2 separate regions of the Mus musculus genome follow, and region 1 is linked to region 2. A link is a contact called in public promoter capture Hi-C data. All regions are on one chromosome and are shown on one strand. The core of a region is the stretch at or near the end of the contact, and the rest is flanking DNA. Distances in the headings are between cores, read along the strand shown. Region 1 overlaps Ankrd44 (ankyrin repeat domain 44). Region 2 overlaps Ankrd44 (ankyrin repeat domain 44).

Region 1 (2,727 bases), core at 108-2,607, 90 kb after region 2:
TTGCTAAGTGTTTGTTGGCTCTAACATTTCAAAGATGTGAATCTTTATTTAACCGAATCTTTGTATTACCTTTTTACTCTAGTTCGTTAATTTCTGCCTTGATTTGGGGTTTGGCTCAGCCTCTCTCTCTCTTTTTTTTTCCTCCCTCTCCAGGGCTTCAGAGTGAATTGCTGAGTCATTTACTTACATCTCTGTAACGTAAGGGCTTACGGCTAAAGACTTTCCTCTTAAAGTTGCCATAGCTGTACCCTCATAGTCCTGCTCAGTTGTACCCTCATTTTCATTTGATTCTAGACAGTTTAATTTCCTCCCTCTTCAATGTACTGACTGTCCTGCAGCCATCCCAAGTATCTATGCCTTGAGTCATATTTTTATGTGATCTGATAAGCTAAAAAAATGATTTGATTTATTTTCTATTTGTTAAGACTTGCTCTGACTCTTAGAATGTAATCTGTTTTGGAGACTACTCCGTGGGATGCTGAGACAAATGTCTTTTTCCCAGCCATTGAGTAGAATCTTATGTCTGTAAGATCTGTTTGATTTGTGGGGCTGGCAAACTACTTTTGGAATGTATTTGGCAACACCTAATAAAAGAAATGTGTGTATTCCTCTGTGTCTAGAGCTTCCTGTCCTTGGGCTCTGCCCTAGAGAATGCCTCATGAGCACACACAGAGGGGAGTATGTGAAAACCCACACTACAGCACCACTTAGGGGGAGAACTGAAATCAATCTGTCTGTCTGTCTGTCTGTGTCTCTCTCTCTCTCTCTCTCTCTCTCTCTCTCTCTCTCTCTCTCTATCTCTGTGTGTGTCTTTCTCATGTCTTCTGTCTTCTGTAAGGTTTGCTTTGTTGAGCTGAGCTGTGGAATTTTAACTCTAGAGATACTTTTCAAACAGGGCTTCTGAAGCAGACACGGGTTTACCGTGTTTGAGTTTGCTGGTGGGCATATGTTGGCCTGTTACATAAATACCTCTCGGTATTTATGTGGAGTTCAGTCGAAAAATAAACACACCCATTTTGGAAAAAGGTTGATATTTGTTTCCTTTTTTCTTTTCTTTCTGTTTTTTCTGTTTTACTTGTTTTGTTTTGTTTTATAGCCTTCCAGTTCCTAACCTCAAGACTCAGCTTCCTTACCATTTTATGCTTTTTTAAAAAATTTAAATCCAAGTCTCTTTTCTTCACATGATTGAAATCTCTCCAAGGTACCTATTACGTGCTTCTTCAGACATCTGCTTGTCTCAGGCAATCTCTATTCATATCAAGTTAAGCTAGTTGGACCCAAGTTGTCAGTTATTCTCCAGCATCTTTGATCTTTAGTGGAAGTTAGAATTGAAGAGACAACTCAACCTCTAATATTGCTCCAGTGTGTGCATTGGTGTGCAAATTAGTCATACCTAGGGAAGAGACTTGTTTGTTGTATGACAGATATTTAGAATGGGAAGAAAATAATGCCCTTTCAGCCAAGGATTCCCAAAGTACAGGATAAGCAATTCTTCAAGACAGAGGCGTGGGGTACCCCTCCTACTGCTTGTCTAACAGTGTCTTCAGCTTCCAGAAGGGCCTGGCCATATCAAGCTCACTGTGTGCTCATACTTCAACTTCCTCCTTTTCTTTCATCTGCTTCTTCGTGGTAAACAGACAACTTGGGAACTTCCTCTGCTGACCATCTCTGCCATATTGCACACTTAGCTCAGAGCCCAGCTGGCACTGTGTGGCTCTGGCTATTCAGAGAATGGAGTGTTCATCTGCTTTCCTTCTGGAGGACATGGGTCTTCTCTCGTCCCATGTGTCTCTCTATGTGCATAGGGTTGTCTGGCATTGGTGCTAGTGGGTTGTACTGGCTGGTTTTGTGTCAACTTGACACAGCTGGAGTTATCACAGAGGAAGGAGCTTCAGTTGAGGAAATGCCTCCATGAGATCCAGCTGTAAGGTATTTTCTCAATTAGTGATCAAGGGGGAAAGGCCCCTTGTGGGTGGGACCATCTCTGGGCTGGTAGTCTTGGTTCTATAAGAGAGCAGGCTGAGCAAGCCAGGGGAAGCAAGCCAGTAAGGAACATCCCTCCATGGCTTCTGCATCAGCTCCTGCTTCCTGACCTGCTTGAGTTCCAGTCCTGACTTCTCTGGTGATGAACAGCAGTATGGAAGTGTAAGCTGAATAAACCCTTTCCTCCCCAACTTGCTTCTTGGTCATGATGTTTGTGCAGGAATAGAAACCCTGCCTAAGACATGGGTAATGGAAAGGGATCCTCCTCTGTGATAGCATGCTCAGGAGCCAATTCCAGATGCTGCTAAGTTATTCTTTCCCTTGTATTCAAGGGTGTTGTGAAGAGTTGAGGGATGAACAGTCACTTTGTCATGGTGAGACCAGTTTGATGGAAGATGAGAAGAGACGTAAATGGTGAGAGTACTCAGCTCAGCCACTGTGTCCAGATGCTACTTTGTACTTGGCCTGGTCTTGGTTTTCCAGAAACTCCCCTCCAGGCATCCTATGACGCATGTACTAGGCTTTGTGGTTGGTTGAGGTTCTCAGATAAACTGGGGCCATTAGAGAAAGACTCCAGGGCCCCTGGGTAAGACATGTTTATTTTTTTCAGTTTCCAAGTGATACTTTTTCATGTCCTTTGAGACTTTCTGTCCAGACTTGTTCAGAATAGGAGGAGTGTGGGAAGAATTCACTATGACATGTGTTGATTTTACCCCAGCATTTGGCACCATGGCTGTCACAGTT
Region 2 (3,146 bases), core at 359-2,858:
TAGAACCACTCCTGGTACCAACTTCTGTATTAGTCAGGGTTCTCTAGAGTCACAGAACTTATGGATAGTCTCTAGATAATAAAGGAATTTATTGATGACTTACAGTCGGCAGCTCAATTCCCAACAATCGTTCAGTCACAGCTGTGAATGGAAGTCCAAGGATCTAGCAGTTACTCAGTCTCACGCAGCAAGCAGGCGAAGGAGCAGGAGCAAGAGCTAGACTCCCTTCTTCCAATGTCCTTATATTGTCTCCAGCAAAAGGTGTAGCCCAGATTAAAGGTGTGTTCCACCACACCTTTAATCCCAGATGAAAGGCATAGCCCAGATTAAAGGTGTGTTCCTTAACTCGGAGATTCAATCTTCTGGAATCCATAGCCACTATGGCTCAAGATCTTCAAACCAAGATCCAGATAAGGATCTCCAAGCCTCCAGATAAGGGTCACTGGTGAGCCTTCCAATTCCGAATTGTAGTTCATTCCAAATATTGTCAAGTTGACAACCAGGAATAGCCACTACAAGCCTATACAACCTGACCTGATAACTTTGACCTAGGTGTATGGCCCAAGTGTACAGAGTCTGGCGTTTGATTCTTCTTGAGCTAGAAGAATGGCACCTCCTTAGACTCAGCTGTTAGGAGGAGGTTATGATGATTCTCCCATTTGATTCTATTCTGTTTTGGTTTATTTGAGTCAAGGTCTTGGTGGGTAGCCCAGGCTGGCCTAGAGCTAATTCCCTGGCTTGAGTCCTCTGAGTGCTGGAGTTACAACAAGTGCCACCACACTGAGGCAAGGGTCTAACTTTACAAATGATGGGGAAGACTCTGGTGCCTGGACTTGTGTTGCCTTAATGACTGCACACAGGTGTGATGTGTGCGTGCTGGGTGACTGACACAGGAGATAAAACAGACTGCTTTCTCCTTCTGGAAAGGTGCCCGGCCTGAAGGATTGCTTTACATGTGATTTTGTATATATGTAAAAACTGCAACTAGAATCTCAGAAACATGGCTCATAATAGCAAAGGGACACCAAATCCCCACGGTTGCTCATATCAGGAAGTTTACAGTGCGTCCTAGGAAATGGCTGCTAGTGGGCACAGTGGTGAGCGCACATAATTTGACATATGCCAGGTAGAGTATGGAGGATCAAGCACTCAGGATTATCCTTATCTATGAAGTGAGTTCAAGGTCAGTCTGAGTTATATAAGATCTTATCTGAGTCTCTTCCCCCTAGCCCCCCAAGTGGCTAGTCAAACGAAAAAACAATGGCTGGATTCATAGTGTCTCGCGAGATGTGCGTTAGGCTGTGCAGTTGCTGGGCACTAACAAGGCAGGAACTGATTTAACTCTGATCTGTAGTGGTCTGAGCACAAACTAGCCAAGGCTGGAAGAATGATTCCACAGAGCTTTCTCCCTTCTGCACATGGTGGGGGCGAGCCTGTGTGCGTGCATGTGTGTTTTACGTGTTTTAGTATAGCTTCCACTTTTTTTTTGGCAAAGATGGTTGCTTGAATTTCTGCTCTAAAATCTTGAGCAGAGATAGCAGGAAGAGGGCATAATCTCTTCCTTTTAAGAGCGTTTTGTGGTCAAGGGCCCATTGGTCAGAACCAGTCACATGCTGACTTATCTGCAAGGGTGGTTGAGAAATAAATCTTCCCCTAGATAGGCATGTGCCTGTCTGAGTGTCTATTAGTGTGGAGGGAATGGAGAATGTACGTTTAGGAGACACCCAGGGCCTCTGCTGGGGAGGAATGCTGACGCTTGCCCCTTACGGCTGTGGTTCTCAGACATGCTTGAAATTGACACATGTCTCTTGGGAGGCATGATGATTATTCAGTGATTGCCCCAGCATGTCATGCAGTGCTCTCTTTCTGCTGAACGTTGGTGCTCAGACATCTATGTTAGGAAAGTAACTGTGGAATGTACTGTCATTCTTAAGTTAAAAGCACGGTGCTTTCTTTACGCATTCTTTTGTGGGAAGGTTGGACTTATTTTAGCAAGTAGAAGTTTTAATAGAGAATTTCCATGTGCACAAACCCACATGTGTCAAAACGAGAAAAGGCTTTGCAAAGGCTGACCTCCAGGGATGAAGTAAAAATATTTCATTCTGGATGGGAATTGGATTCTGGCACTGCCAGTGGTCAGTAGTTAGAGCTGATTTCATGGCGCTGATTCTAGGAACGGGGCCAAAACATTCAAAACTCACTTGTAGACCCTACTCCCCTCACTGACCATATTAACACACATTATAGTTTGGCTCTGGGCTCTGTAATGATTCTGTTAAAATAGAGCAATATTTCTTGTTTTTCTACAAGGAGATGGGGCCAGAACGCTCTGCCTTTATTCTCTCTGGCTACTTCCTGTCTGGATTTTGTTTATTGCTCTCTGCCCAGACTGCTCTGTCAGAGGGAACTATTACATGACCAAGAAGGTTTGTTTGTATAAAAGTGCTTGAATATTTTGTTTTAGATGACAGGGTGATCTGTCCCTGATATTTGGATTCTCGTTGTAAAGCCTAGCACGTATCATATTTGATAGAATTTAAGTTGAGAGTTCTAGTTATGTGTGTGCATTTTACATATCTGTTTTCCCTCCAGTTTTTTTCATATTCCCATCACACATGGAAAATATGGTTTTGATATTTGAGACTTTTTGGGTCCTAGTCTTCTCTTAGGGGAAGACTTGGACTTGTTTTTTTGTGAGTATCTCAGAATAATCCAGCAGGCCTCCCTGTCTCCTGTTGGCTTCATCATATATATTGTGGCTCAAAACATCTTTGTTTTGTTTTGTTTAGCCACAAAATGTCTTATATTCTCTGGGGTCCCCGTTGCAATTCCACATTAAATAGGAGATCAGTAGTAAATAGCTACAACAAAAGATATAGAGAGTCCACAGTCATCAAAGCTTCATCAATGGCACGGAGGTGGCAGGGGAAAGTTTGCTTTAGAAGAGGTTGTTTCGGGCTGGTGAGATGGCTCAGTGGGTAAGAGCACCCAACTGCTCTTCCGAAGGTCTGGAGTTCAAATCCCAGCAACCACATGGTGGCTCACAACCATCTGTAACGAGATCTGACTCCCTCTTCTAGAGTGTCTGAAGACAGCTACAGTGTACTTACATATAATCAATAAATAAATCTTTAAAAAAAAAAAAA

Evidence for each region. Capture Hi-C pulls out chosen DNA fragments and counts their contacts.
Region 1: a promoter capture Hi-C map of adipose tissue shows a contact between it and region 2. The contact joins two enhancer-like sites. A contact is called at or near these places in 1 of 484 Hi-C or Micro-C datasets (nephron progenitors), 1 of 115 datasets of contacts at active chromatin or transcription factors (the HPC-7 cell line) and 2 of 9 other capture datasets (adipose tissue and liver).

The regions. Positions count from the first base shown.
Region 1 is chr1:54,797,526-54,800,252 of GRCm38.p6, reverse strand. All of the region lies in intron 2 of Ankrd44 (ankyrin repeat domain 44), which reads left to right. Among named protein-coding and RNA genes, the nearest start is that of 4930444A19Rik, 120 kb to the right of the region's middle. Within about 2 kb of position 1,357, at least 55 of the 459 cell types and tissues checked have an H3K27ac peak or open chromatin away from gene starts, as enhancers often do. A contact at or near this core is called in the HPC-7 cell line and adipose tissue, where this site is marked.
Region 2 is chr1:54,887,188-54,890,333 of GRCm38.p6, reverse strand. The region is part of intron 1 of Ankrd44 (ankyrin repeat domain 44); the gene reads left to right. Among named protein-coding and RNA genes, the nearest start is that of Ankrd44, 38 kb to the left of the region's middle. Within about 2 kb of position 1,608, at least 68 of the 459 cell types and tissues checked have an H3K27ac peak or open chromatin away from gene starts, as enhancers often do. A contact at or near this core is called in the HPC-7 cell line and adipose tissue, where this site is marked.